Linked DNA regions of Mus musculus: regions 1, 2 and 3 are each linked to region 4. A link is a contact called in public HiChIP or PLAC-seq and promoter capture Hi-C data. All regions are on one chromosome and are shown on one strand. The core of a region is the stretch at or near the end of the contact, and the rest is flanking DNA. Distances in the headings are between cores, read along the strand shown. Region 1 holds the start of Galk1 (galactokinase 1). Region 2 has its middle 71 kb from the start of Gm39478. Region 3 overlaps Septin9 (septin 9). Region 4 holds the start of Snhg16 (small nucleolar RNA host gene 16).

Region 1 (3,509 bases), core at 107-2,606, 660 kb before region 4:
TCTGGAACTTTCTATGTAGATCAGGCTATCCTCTAACTAAGAGGCCCACCTGCCTCTACTTCAGAATGCTGGGATTAATAAAAGTATATGTGGGTGGAATATCCCATTGCAAATAGAAAACTCATGTCACTTGAAGTTCTAGAACAGCCCCAGGGTGACTGAAGCAACCAGGATCCAAACCCCAAGGTTCTGTCGTCTGGGACACACAGGGCCGTGAAGGGAATAGGCTTAGCTTGAAGGAGATGGGAGAAAGCGCTTCAATTAAGCGTTAGCCTTGGGGGCTCAGAGCACAGCCTTGTGGGTCTTCAGGGGCGGGGCCAGTGGTGATAGGAATGTGAACCTGGACTCTGCCCTAGCTAGCGTCCAACTGTGGGCCAAAGGGGACAGATAGTGATCTTATGCAAAAACAGGCCCAGAGGGGCTCCAGACTTCCTCCCACCTGGACCCAGCTCTGCACGCGGTAATCCCTTGTTCAGGAACTACTTATGCGCTGAGAGACCCAGGCTGAGAGTCCAAGAACCGAATGTGTAACTTTGAGGGAGTCATTAGTGCTCTGTGGATCTACTGTTTTCTCTGTAAATTCAAGGGGATGGGCCGGGGGGGGGGGGGGGGGAAGCTACATTTACACAGGTCTACCTTTGCATAGGTCTAGGTCGGTGCTGTGGGCCCAATCAAAGTCAGAGGGCTAAATAACCTCCTTTTTTTTCTTTTTCCTTGTTTTAAGAATCTTACAGCCCAAGCTGTCCTGGAACTCACTTTGTAGTTCAGGCTGATCTTGAACTCGTGGCAATTCTCATGCCTGAGCTTCCCCAGTACTGGACTATTAGGAATGCGCCACCATGCCTAATACTCTCTTATATTGCTTCCTTGGTCCTCACATTTTTAAGAGGTTCATACTTCCAAGTTGTGGGCGATGCCCCCAGAAGGCGGGCTCGAGAAGACAAACCGCACAGCCCCCCTCCCCCCAGCTCTGGCTTCCTGTCTTCGCACGTGGACAACTGCACGTCCCGGGGTCTCTCACGTCTGCTAGACCGCTTCACTCCGCCTTCCACCCGGAGGGTACCCGCCCTCCCGTGCCCCCTATGCCAGCCCTTCCCTACCGCAGGCCGGGCCAGCACACACAAGGAAGGGTCCCCAATGCGGCCCCTCACCATGGGCAGCACCAGGCCCTGGTTGTAGTCCGTGTGCTCCCCGATGAGGTTGACGCGGCCCGGCGCCGACACTGCCAGCTCCGGCTCGGCTCCAAACTCCTCCATGAAGGCCCGGCGGGCCTCGGCCAGCAGCTCCTCGACCCGGGGCGGTCTCCAAGCAGCCATGACGCTCGTCTGCAGCTGGGCGCACCGCCCCGCGGGATGCTGGGGGCGGAGCCACGTGGCGCGGACTTACATTCCTGTCCTTCGCGGGACCCCGCCCCCGCTACGACGGCCCCGCCCATCCCACCTGCAGAGCGGGGTCCAAACTTAGCTCTCCAGCGCAAGCCAACGCGGCAGCTGACAGCTGGAGGAAGAGACTCGGTTGCAACTTGTATCTTCGGTGATGTCCTAGCAGGAGTTTGGGGCTCCCACTTGAGTAGCAGTTAACACAAATGGAGATCTGAACTTCCCATCCATCCCTGAACCTGGAGCCTCTTAATGCGCTCCCATCCCCATCATCATCATCCCTCACACAGCCAGGGCAACACCAACACGAGCTGGCAACAGGAACAGCTGAGTGTCCCAGAGGATCTAGCGAAGTTATGCTAAGTCGTCAGCCCCTGGTCGGTCATGTCTCTAACAGGATGATGTGGTACACAGTCTAGGGATAAACAAGGAGAGCCAAGGTTCGAAGCCTTTTACAGGCTCCTTCTCTGGCTCCTGGCGATGGAGGACTGAAGTTCATCTCATCCAGTGGCCGGCAGGAAGCAAGCTCAGGCACTCCTCGATGACGCAAAGGCTACTGCAAAGATGGCTAATGTTGTTGGCCCCTAGCAGTTGCTTCCTCCACAAGAGCCTTGGTCTCAGAGACATGACCATCTAAAGCCTTCATGCTGGCCCAAATCTTTGCCTGGATTCCTAGCTATTCCTGGTCACCTTGTGTGAAACCTTCTAACAGAAGGACTAAAATGTAAGACAGTAAGAGTGGAGAACGGTAGGGGGTGTAGCTCAGTGGTAGAGAGCACATGCATTCAAAAGAAACACACAAATAAATGTACTATCTTATTCAAAAATTAAATAATTTCCAAGCCAGGCATAGTAGTCCATCTCAGCACATGGGAGACTCAGGCCGGAGGAGCGGCAGTCTGAAACCAGTCTGGGCTAAGATTCTGTCTAGAAAACAAATAAACAGGTTTTGTTAACAAAAGACATGTAAATCAAGAAAGCAGTATGTGGGGCTGGAGAGATGGCTCAGTGGTTAAGAGCACTGACTGCTTTTCCAAAGGTCCTGAGTTCAAATCCCAGCAACCACATGGTGGCTCACAACCATCCGTAATTAGATCTGACTTCCTCTTCTGAAGTGTCTGAAGACAGCTACAGTGTACTTACATATAATAAATAAATCTTTAAAAAAAACAAAACAACAAAAAAAGAAGGTGTGATCTTCTAAAAAAAAAAAAAAAGAAAGAAAATAAGAAAAGAAAGCAGTATGTGAGCCAGGCACGGTGGCACACAGCTTTTTAATCCCAGCACTTGGGAGGAAGAGGCAGGAAGATGTCTGAGTTCAGAGGCCAGCCTGGTCTACAGAGTGAGTTCCAGGACAGCCGAGGGAGAAGAAGAAGAAGAAGGAGAAGAAGAAGGCGGCATTCAAAACAATCAACAAGAAGGAAGAGAGGAAGAAAAAAAGAAAGAAAGAAAGAAAGAAAGAAAGAAAGAAAGAAAGAAAGAAAGAAGCAAGCTCTAATAGCACAGGTCAGTACTCAGGAAGCAGAAGCAGGCAGATGCAGGCAGAAGTAGGGTTGTGGCAAATTCAAGACCAAGGTACCTTACATAGGGCTACACAGTGAGACCCTGTCTCAAGTGGGATAAGGAAGGATGGGGAGGGGGAACGGGACTGGGACAGAGACAGGACTGAAGGGACAGGATGGCTGGAGGACTTTGATAAATCCCCGTATTCCCAGCATCTAAGAGGCAAACACTAAGGAATCCTAGCCAGGTATGGCGGCATATACATTTAATCCCAGAACTCAAGAGTTGGAGACAGGCAGAAGATCTGGAGTTCAAGGTCACCCTCAGCTACATAGTGAATTCCAGGCTAGCTCCTACTAGGTAAGACCCTGGGTCAGGAAAACGGACAATCCAAACAATAACAAATCCTGTTGACTAATTTCTTTTGACAGCCTGTTTTTGAATACACTTCAATACAGCAATTTTTTTCTTTTTTGCATAACTCAAAACAAAAGGCAAGTCTTGTGACCTTTGGGGCTGTCTGAAACGAAAGTCAGAAGCCACGACCAGCTCCAAGGCACCGTGCTGTTGTGTCAGAGTTGGACGCAGCGGCCCCGTCTCTGCTCACATTCTCTACCCAGCTCAGTT
Region 2 (3,191 bases), core at 245-2,744, 520 kb after region 4:
AGGGAATGGCTCTGGCTAAGATGCTTGCCATTCAAGCAGGAAGACAACACTGTGTAGGCTCAGAACCCACGTCACACCCGGTGGGTGCGGTGCACACACACACACACTATATAAATATATACTATAGGTATTATCATACATGCATAATATATAATTATAATATATAATTATAATATATGTAATACAAATTTTAGGTCGCTGAAGGCCCAGTTCTCCAGCCTCCCCAGTGGCCTCCAGATCCTTGCATAGGGAGGAACCTAGCGGGGTTGGGAGGTGGAGCTGACTGTGGTGTGGCCTTTAAAAAAGGCAGGTAGGTAGAAATTGGTAGGTAGAAACAGAAGGAATTTGTGAGTCCTAGGCCAGCCAGGATTACAAAATGACATGCTATCTCAAAAAAGTAAAACAGGAAGAAGAAAAGGAAAAGGAAAGAAAAGAAAAAGGAAAGACAGCTGTGCTCCTTGTTCCCTCTGCCGCAAGCCCTTTGCACTGGCTGACAGCACTCATCTGCTTCTCCCTGGCTCTCAGGAGATCTCTACTCTCCGTGTGCTCAGACCTTAGGGCCTGGTTTAGTTCTGTCTACCTACTTTCCTGCACATTCTTTTTCCATTGCTTTGTTTTTTGTTTGTTTTCGTTTTCTTTCTCTTTCTCTCTCTCTCCCTCCCTCCCTTCTTTCTTTCTCTCTCTTTCTCTCTCTCTCTTTCTTTTCTCTCTCTCTCTTTCTTTCTTCCTTTCTTCCTTCCTTCCTTTCTTCCTTCCTTCCTTTCTTTCTTTTTTTTGAGTTAGGTATTCAGAGATTTACAAATAAGCAGAACCGAGCCCATGGATCTCCCCAGTATGATCTGTGAGGACTAACAGGTATTTTAGTTCAAGGGACAATTATAGCAGGTAAAAGCTCAGCTCTATAGACAGGATCAAGAGTGCTGGAAATACTCTAAGTGGGCAAACGTAAGGAATGTGCTGTTGTTGTTTTTCGAGACAGGGTTTCTCTGTGTAGCCCTGTCTATCCTAGAACTCACTCTGTAGACCAGGCTACCCTTGAACTCAGATATCTGCCTTCCCCTGCCTCTGGGATCAAAGGTGTGTGCCACTACCCCCTGTCCCTACACTTTCTTAACCTCCCCGCAATGCTGTTCATCTGGTCTTAGATAACTGATCACTGCCCATCTTTCTTACCAAAGCAAAATCTGTCTCCAGGGCCCATGTCAGGTAATACATGGACACATTCAAGAGATCAATTTTGAATCAGCAACTGGAAAAAAAAATAATTACTGAGACAAAAACACATGAGCATTTTAAAGCTCTTGCTATTTTTCCAGAGTGCCTTCCAGGAAGGCAGTGTCAGGAGACACACCCACTGGTTCTCCTGGACTGTCTGTGTACACTGTTACTGTAAATTTCACACTTCAGCAACGCCTCAATCGCCTGACCCTCTGAGCCGGAATCAGAGCAGAGTCAGCATCAAAGGTGCTGAGTCAAGTTGGCCGGTGGAGTCAGCTTAGTCCTCCTACGATGGGACGGTCCCCTAAGGGGAACCACTCAGCTGAGCACTGGCCATGGGGAGATCCTCAAAGGAGAACAGAGGCAGACAAAGGCTGTGGGGTTCAGATGATAACACGGGGGAGGGCCTGCTGGAGGCTGAAGCTCTGCTACAACCCCCACCCACCCCGAAACTGACTGACTGGGAAGGCTTCGACGAGGCGAAGACCCATGACTAGGGTCACAGACTTGGGGCTTTCCCAAGGCAGGTGGCTGCTGGGAGAGCCTGGTGCAATGCCTGTTTCTCAGTTCTCACAGCCTGGAGTAACCCCTCCTTAATCAGTGAGGCTAATTTGGGAAACATGCCAAATACTTGGTGCCCCGCCTTTTAGATTTTTTCTAGCCACCAGAATGGTTAGCCTACTGCAACCCAAATTTCTTTTCTTTTTAAAGTACCTAGTTTGGGGTACTTTATACATCAAAGTTATCAGATGGTAAGAGGTTGTTCATCTCTTGTTGGTGGCTGACTCCCTTCCTTGCTGACGCTGAAGGCCTGAGTTGCTGTGCCAGACTAACCCTCTCCAGAAGGAGTAGCCCGGTCAGTAAAGAGCTTGGATCTAACTGGCTAAAAACAGAGGCTCTGGAGCTGTGAACTTGGTGGTAGATCTGTCTTCTATCAATGCCAACTGTGGCCAGCTCCCAACTACTGAAAGAAAGTTGGAGATGAACCTGAAGAAACAGGCTTGGTCCCTGACTCCAGACACAGAGGGGTTGCGTGACTGCAGCTTCAAACCATGGTCTTTGTATTAATGCACTTCCATGCGCCCTGGGCCGTAGCCTCCTCTGGGTGGGAATCCGGGAGGCTACTCTTGCTGGCGGCCTCATGCTCCAAGCCCAAGACAGCAAGGTAGAGCTGCAGAGAGCTCTAACCTAGTCTGAGAAGTGACTTCCCACTCCAACGGAAGCCTACACAGATGTAAAGGGGAGGCACCTAGGTCCTGGTGATGGAAGACGGTTCAAGGTGACCGCAAAGCATGTCGGGTACTCTGCGGCCAGTTTTGGAGTTATGCTCTGATGAAAACTTTATTCCCTCCACAGAGGACAAAAGGAGTCCAGGCCAAAGGGGATGTCAGAGTCGGAGGGCCTTCTGGGGCCTGCCCATTGGACATTCTCACCCTTTGGCTCCAGTCCTGAGTCATGCTTCCCCCTTCATCTAAGCACTGAGCCAGCCACTGTCAGGCTCTGAGCAGCCAGTGTCCACACTCCTGGGGGTGAAAGGCCCTTTCAGGCCTTCTGGCACCTACCAACCTACGTAGGGCACCGACCCAACTCCTTTCAAAGAGAAGGTGTTTCCAGTATGTGTGCTGAAAACCCACCCTGACAGACAAACACACCCACAAAACGGTTTTTAAAAACTAATAAAACTTTTATTTAGAGGCAATTTCAGGCTTGCAGAAGAGTCACCCAGCACACACACAGAAATCTCAGGGCTGCCCCAAGGGCTTTGATTTCACAGGCATGGGATCCATCTTGGTGTTTTATATGCTATGAGATTTTACCAGTGAGCAATGACATGTGTCTCTTAAGTTGGAACCATCTGGAAGAATATCAATGTCCCTCCCACCCCTGGCTTCTCCCCTTTCCCCTCCCCCCTCCCTGGACATTGCTAATCCTTCTGAGACACCCTTTTCCATCTTGGCCTCCAGGAGACCACT
Region 3 (3,395 bases), core at 806-3,305, 670 kb after region 4:
TTCTGTGTCTGTCACCCTCCACCTTCACAATGGTCTTAGGGGACAAGGATTATCTTTGTGTGCACAGTGTCGTACAGCTCAGATATTTGCTCAATCCCACTGTTCCATGGTACGTCAGAGGTGGGAGAAGGTAAAGGGGCCCAATTCCGTGTCACCCTGGGTGCTGGGGACACCGGCCATTGATTTGAAGCAAAGACAAGGTAGGACTAGGATATGTGTCAAAACTGTCCTTCCAGGGCTGGGGAGATGGCTCTGAGTAAAACGCGACCCAAGTTTGGTTTCTGGAACCCAGGTAAAATCTGGGTGCAGGCATGTGGGTACCTGTGGCATTAGTGTACCGCCAATGGGAGATAGAGGGATAACTAACAGCATACACAGCCTTGAATAAGACACCCTAACTGGATTTGTGGTGATAAAACAGAGGGGGGACCATTGTGGTATAGCTGGAGACAGCATTCCCAATAGTGGGGGCAGGGGCAGGGTACCCAGAGTTCATTTACACTTCCAGACAGTTCTTGCATATATAGACTTGGACAACAGTAGCTATAGATACCAAACACTTAGTGCAGGACCTGGTATATGGAGTCTTGATACATGCCTGTTGAACTGTGATGAGCATTTGTCTATCTGTCACCTCTCCATCCGTTCATCCATCTACCCACTTGTCTGTCCATCCATTCACCTGTCTGACCATCCATCTACCCACCTGTCCGTCTGTCTGTCCCATCCATCCATCTATTCATCCATCTATCCGTCCATCTACCCGTGTCTGTCCATCTACCCATTCGTCCATCCACCCATCCATCCATCCATCCATCCAACCACCCATCTGTCTATCCACCTATCCATCCATCCGTTGTCCATTTGTCAGTCTGCCTGCCCACCCATCCTTACTCTCTGTTCAGGCAGCATTACATGACACTGCTTGGTCATTCATTTCAACAGTGCGTCATAGGCTGCCCTGAGGCATTTGCTCTACTTGGTTGGTTGCTTCTCCTTAGAGAACTAGGTCATGGTGTGAGGATCTTTCAACATACACTGGTGCCGAGGGATTCGTGTTCCCTGGTGGATGGCTAGAATTCTTGGGTTTCAGGATCTCCCCAGGACAGGGATCTGTAGCTGCAAGAGTGAGTGGCTCATCTCAGTTCTTCTGCCTGTCCTTGTTGGACTCCATAATACAGTCACAGGTTTCTTCTTCCTTAAGGTCCTGTGGTCACGCCCTCTTGCACCAGCCAGGACCAGCTTCTCTCTACCTGGCCCTTAAGACCCTGCCTTCAGTCTCGTCCTGTCCCATGTCATGCCCTGACCCCCACCCCCACCACAACAAAGTGAATGGGGCACCCGGAAGCCTTTGGCAGTATCAGCTGACCTAGGCAGAAAAGATCTGTATCTCTGGGGTCAGGCCTTTGTCCACGGGATTTCTGGCGGCAGGGGGTAGGAGGGTAGAGGGGTAGGGCGGGGTGTCTACTTTTTGTTATTTCAAATGATTTCATAAGTTGGGGGAACCTTTGACCATGTTTCACCCACCCCAAGCTCTGGTGTATGTCAGCAGCTGACAGCAGCTGATAGGACAGGGGTCAAGGGATTGGGAAGCAGCTCTGTCGCCTCCCCCCCCTTAGGGGACATCCCTGATAAGAGGAAATTCTTGTAATAAATGGCCAGTGTCCACAGTGGGGTGATGGAGTGGCCTCTCTCCCACCCCCTTCTTTCTCCATAGACATTTGTCAAGAGCAAAGGGAATCTGTGGCCCAGCAGCCTCGATGGCCCCTGCTGCAGTAGGACATGCCAGTGGCGTCCTGGGTAGGGCTGGATCTTCAGGTGCAGCTGTTGCTGTTGGAGATTCCTGGGGGTGGGCAGAGTCAGGGCTGCCTTCCCCGATGCTGCTATGTAATAGATGACCCCAAGGATGGGCCCAAGCAGGGTGGTCAGTGGACCCCGGAACCGGAACCGTATTTAAATCCCTGACCCAGAACTTTGGAGGGCTCTGCAGAGGCCTTAGTGTGCTGTTGGAAATCTGCTGTGGCTTTTGAGGAAATGAATGAGAAGGGCTTGCAGGTTGCAGCCTGCCCTGAGCAAAGGTTGATGTCTCAATAGGCCCAGCCTAGTGAGAAACTGCTAGCTGTAAATGAAGAACAGAAGGGGTCTCCTCGAGGGGGGTGGGGCGCCCCTGGACTTGGTCCAAGTTTGCCTCTGTGGATTGGGGCCAATTGAAACCACGTTGGCAGAAGTACAGGGCTCCTTGAGAGTCCTCCCTACAATAGAGGGGAGGTTGGGTGAGGGAAGCTTGGCAAACAGCCAAAGCAGGGACCCTACTCCCTTCTTTGGGATGCCTAGGGCCCCTGCCTCTGCACACCTCCCCACCCTGCCCTCATCGAAGGAAAGGAGGAGTGGATGGGATGAAGTCTCAAACTTCTCTGTCCGTCCCAGGCCCTTATCGGACGCAAGGTCACAAGCATCTCCCAGCAGAGAGCAGCTTGCGGAAACCACATCAGGGCAGTGTTAAGTCCCCTCTTGGAACTTGGACTGGGGAAGGCACTCCAGCTGGGAGAGGTGGGAAGCGCTCCCTTTGCAAATCCCTCTCTACTGAGGCCAAAGCCAAGGCCAAGCCTTTGTGTTGGGTTTCCAAGTGGGGGTCCGGGGGCGGTGCAGGAGGAGTCTCAGATTTCTGGCATCCATGCTTTTAACCAGACTCCAAGGAGACACTTCCTGCCCCAAACAAAGTGTGAAGTGTAATTCGATTTGACTTACTTATCAAATTAGATGAGCCATGTGCACTTTTAAAAAGTTCGGCTTTTGAAACCGGGCACATGAATTTGCAAGATTTGATCATTTATATGCAGTTTCCATCTTTGGAACAGGACAGGGAGCCTCTTGTGACATTTATGGGGAGCGCAGGGTCCTCCGGTGAGTCAGCAGGGGCCAGGGCACTGTGAAGGCAGGGTGAAGAAGATGGGGGAAGTCCCAGCTCCCCAGAAAGCAGCCTTCCACATCTCTGCCCACCCATGTGCTGACAACCTGGGTCGAGCCGCCCAGGGAGTCAGCTGCTAGAGCCTTGACCCCTCTAACGTGGGCTCCTCAGACTTATGTCCCATGCTCCTTGACTCTGTATCCCTCCTGCATTTGTCCATCTCTCCAGCCACAGAAGCTGCTGATCTAGATCATCTGTGTGGTGTGTGTGTGTGTGTGTGTGTGTGTGTGTGTGTCCATACGTGTGTGTGCGCAGATGTACAAGCAGGTGGAAACCAGAGGAATATGCTGACCTTCGTCAATCACCTTTTTTTGTGTGACAGGGTCTCTCACTGAAGGTCTGTCAGTTCAGCTTCTGGAATGCCTCTCTGTTTCCACAGCCTCCAGCTCTGGCACATAGAGTCATCATTGGCTCTTACAGGAGTACT
Region 4 (3,470 bases), core at 1-2,500:
GATTTCCACATTAAAAAGATGATACAGGCTAAATGCTACAGAGTTCCATTTGAGGAGGACTGGAGGACCGGGCGAGGGTTGTGAATAAAAGGCTCTAGATCTTGTAAATTTAAACTAGCTTGTAAATAGGTATAAGTTCTGGCCCTGCCTTGCCATTTTGTCCTATTTAAAAATGAAGTCAAGATGCCCCATGCAAAATGATACTCTAAACGAACGAGGCAGGATCGAAAGACATGGAAAACACGCCCACGATAGAGGAAGAGGGTCCCTCATTCAGGAATCCTGTCAAGTCTCTTGCCAACAGAGAAACAAGAATTCTGGCATAATTACCAACTGCTGAAGGCCCTTTTGCCCTTCCCAGATATTAAACTACAATTTTTCAGCGACCCTCACCAATTACACCACCCCCACCCCCATGCAACCCCTAGCGACTTGTGCCTACAGTTCCATCCAACGCTTCTCTGGGGCCAGCACACTTATTTCACTTACCAAGATAGCAAGAAAGTGGGGAGGGGGTGTCTCCTAGCAACCTTTTAAGATGTAACTCACGAGCTACTAGAATTATACATGGCTAACACAATCAATTGCAACTCTCCTTGAGCCAGTTCCCACCCTGGGTATGCATTCTTCTTGAGCGCTTCTCTTTCTCCTAATCCTCACACTAAACCCCTCTATTAAAATGGTTTTTATCTCCAACTTATACCGGCTAGTCCTCAGCGCCGATTTCATTGTATCTTCCCTGTGAGAACAGTGCCACAGGCAGGCGAATACCTGGGGCTGCTGCTGCTGCTACTGACGGTCGCCCCTGCAGCTCTCGAGTGCCCCCTGCCGCCGGAACCCGCTCTCGCCCCCATCTTAAAAGCTTCTGCCCATTCCCTGGGACTCTCCCTGGACTTCACTAAGGAACTAAGCCAAGTGACATTTCTCCACCCCAGATAAAAATCTGCAGCACAATTAACGAGCCTCAGTTTCCTCAACGGTCCCTGAACCCTCGAACATTCTCCACCTCCCCAGACTTAGCGGGGGACCGCCGAAGTTCACAGTCCAAGCTCCTTACCCCGAACCCTCTGCTGCCCCTGGTGGCTGCCACCATCTTACCCCTTTCTCTTCACTCAATGTGAGGTGAGACGACCCATTCTTGGCAACGGTAGATTTAGAACTACATTTCCCATCAAACCATTCTCGACATCGCGAGAGTTCCGGCGAGACTTGCGGAGGGGAGGGAAAACGGGAAGACTGCGCGCAAGCGCGATCTCGTCCTTTCCGAGGTCCTCTGCCGCGTGTTTGGAAGTTATGGCCGCGCGGGTCTGTGGTGTTCTCCCTGAAAGGCCTAAGCTTTGGGTGATGGTAAGTTGTGGAAAAGGGAAGATGAGGTTTTTCCTACACATACCGTCGACACGCTTGCTCTCTCCGGAGGTGACGTGTCGACGATCAGCCCTTTCCTTTGCTATTGTGGGCCTTAGGAGGTCTGAGATGCTGTCTAAGGAAATGCTCCCCAGACTGCGAGACGTTTGATGCGGACGGGATGAAGCCCTTTTTGGTCTTCGATCTCCCTTCTCTTGGGGCGGGGAGCGGTCTTCTCTCTGTGACCCAAAGCCAGCCATGTGCTCAGCTCTGTCTTCCCTGGGGTCTCCATTGAGGGTGGTGGCCTTAAGTGAACACGAGTGACTCCTGCTAACTACAGATTGTCATGAACGGGATTGAAAACTGAAAGCCGTTAGCTCTAACGCGGCATAACTTCTCCTTCCCCGAAGGCATTGCCTTTTGGCACTCGGGAGACAAGATGCAGGTTCCGTCTCAGAAGTAATGGCTGGATCCCTGAAAGCCAACGGGCTCGGTGTGGTCCACCCGTCAGAAGGCATAGGTAGATGGTGGGCATCTGCCTCAGACATAGTTCTCAAGTTCAGCCAGAAGAATGCGCGTTGAGCCCTCTGCAGCCCGTGTCGGTAAGGGTTCCAAACAAGTCCAGAAGAGGGTCTGTGCCGGTGTAATTTGGGGCTATAGAGTGTCGTTCTGCAACTCAACGTGGTTGCCAGAACCGGATTTCCAAAAATGAGTTGGGTTGGCACTGGGGGGTTTGGGGGGCCTCTTGCTGGTTGAGCTGAGGATGATTTAAGTTATCCCTGTCTGAAATGACACTTTTGTGAAGAGTCATGGTTTACTGAGGCTCGACGTTTTGAGGTCTGTTTTGAGAATGACCACAGTAAGGTTGCTTCTGTTAGAATGAAGTGGGATCTCTTTATTACTCCTTCAGACGGAGGTGTTGTCTCCAGGAAGCATCATGGAAAGGCGTGGTGGTGCACAAGGGCCTTCAGGATGCCTGCGCCTGGTAAGAGCTTCATAGAGTCGCAGGGGTTGTGGTAGCTGGGAAGGGTTGGTTGTTAGGTTTGGGGTGGGGGTGGGGTTAGAGGTTGTTGGGGATTGATTGTCCAGAGGAGGGCGTGGTCCTCCTTACTCAGCACTCTCACAAGCTGCATTTAACATTGGTGAATACAAAATTGTTCCTCACTCAACTGCTAAGTAAACTGACGTTCAGTGAGTGGGTTCTGTTTCTTTTGTATATGCGTGTGCCACTGCATCTATGTGTCTGGTTGACTTGAGTGAGTTTGGTTTCCCCTTTAGCCACCAAGCTGTTTTTTGGCCTAGAAATTGGGTTAAGTAAAGATTTGGGCCTGCTACCTGGGAGTAGCACAGAGCCTTGTCTTCTGTAACACAGAATCACTGGCTTCCAAACCTGGATATCTCTCAGAACACGTAAAAAGTGTTAAAATACACACATTTCCACCCAGGTCAGTGGATGAGACGGGTATGGAGTGGAATTAAGAGTCCTCGAGGTTTGAGCAGGCATGGAGAAACGGTTTGATGACCATTCTCACAGCAAGACCAGAGCACTGGCTATGTTTAAGCACCTCCTGAGATAGGTTTTTTTAATCCTCAGTCTTAACAGACAGCCATATGCTTTTGTACATGTGGGTGGGGAAAGGAGACACTCCTTTGTATAGTGTCACCTCTTAGTGGCAGGTGTGGTAATGGCTGCCCTTCAGTAGGGTCGCTGTAGTGGGTGACCTGTACCATTTTAGGGATTTCACTGATAGTCTACAAAGACTTGCCAAAGACTCTGGCTCAGCTGTAAGGCAGATGCTGCTGGAAGTGACCTTTTTCCAGAGTCTTCCCTTGTAACCTGGATTGGCCTTGCATTTGTTGTGGAACAGGGGTTGGGTTCAAACTCATAATTCTGTCTTGGCTTCCTTCCTGTGAGTCACCTTGTCTTTAAGAGGACAGGAGTGATTAGAGAAATGGCTTAGTGGTTAAGAACATTTGCTGAATCTTTTTTAAAAACTTGTAAAAAGTTCTCGTGCACAAAGGCTGACCTGCTGTGGGAGCTGAGTCCATGATGATATAAAGCTATCTGTCTGGAGGCCTTTCTGTGTGGAGTGTGGATGCCTGAAACTCAGCCTTCCGGGCTTGCC

The links. Promoter capture Hi-C pulls out the DNA fragments that hold promoters and counts their contacts. HiChIP or PLAC-seq counts read pairs in DNA pulled down with a chosen protein or histone mark.
Region 1: a contact with region 4 is called in a promoter capture Hi-C map of pre-B cells. The contact joins the promoter of Galk1 here to the promoter of Snhg16 in region 4. A contact is called at or near these places in 2 of 39 promoter capture datasets (hippocampal neurons and pre-B cells) and 3 of 115 datasets of contacts at active chromatin or transcription factors (T-cell acute lymphoblastic leukemia, embryonic stem cells and memory CD8 T cells).
Region 2: an H3K4me3 HiChIP or PLAC-seq map of bone marrow-derived macrophages shows a contact between it and region 4, with 3 times the contacts expected there. The contact joins the enhancer-like site here to the promoter of Snhg16 in region 4. A contact is called at or near these places in 2 of 39 promoter capture datasets (embryonic stem cells and hippocampal neurons), 1 of 484 Hi-C or Micro-C datasets (liver), 2 of 115 datasets of contacts at active chromatin or transcription factors (bone marrow-derived macrophages and embryonic stem cells) and 1 of 9 other capture datasets (embryonic stem cells).
Region 3: a promoter capture Hi-C map of the C10 cell line shows a contact between it and region 4, with 2.6 times the contacts expected there. The contact joins the enhancer-like site here to the promoter of Snhg16 in region 4. A contact is called at or near these places in 2 of 39 promoter capture datasets (the C10 cell line and cranial neural crest), 1 of 484 Hi-C or Micro-C datasets (liver) and 1 of 115 datasets of contacts at active chromatin or transcription factors (embryonic stem cells).

Annotation. Positions count from the first base shown.
Region 1 is chr11:116,011,363-116,014,871 of GRCm38.p6, forward strand. It overlaps Galk1 (galactokinase 1), which reads right to left and starts at 1,357. Exons shown (of 8, transcript NM_016905.2): 1 at 1,152-1,357. The coding sequence starts at 1,316.
Region 2 is chr11:117,193,112-117,196,302 of GRCm38.p6, forward strand. No RefSeq gene overlaps it. Among named protein-coding and RNA genes, the nearest start is that of Gm39478, 71 kb to the right of the region's middle. Within about 2 kb of position 1,495, at least 14 of the 459 cell types and tissues checked have an H3K27ac peak or open chromatin away from gene starts, as enhancers often do. A contact at or near this core is called in bone marrow-derived macrophages, where this site is marked.
Region 3 is chr11:117,343,021-117,346,415 of GRCm38.p6, forward strand. All of the region lies in intron 2 of Septin9 (septin 9), which reads left to right. Among named protein-coding and RNA genes, the nearest start is that of Gm51932, 9.1 kb to the left of the region's middle. RefSeq lists an enhancer at 5-3,395. Within about 2 kb of position 2,056, at least 83 of the 459 cell types and tissues checked have an H3K27ac peak or open chromatin away from gene starts, as enhancers often do. A contact at or near this core is called in embryonic stem cells and liver, where this site is marked.
Region 4 is chr11:116,670,410-116,673,879 of GRCm38.p6, forward strand. It overlaps Snhg16 (small nucleolar RNA host gene 16), which reads left to right and starts at 1,251. Exons shown (of 5, transcript NR_027821.1): 1 at 1,251-1,347; 2 at 1,755-1,946; 3 at 2,255-2,329. It overlaps Snord1c (small nucleolar RNA, C/D box 1C), which reads left to right and starts at 2,096; the gene lies at 2,096-2,173.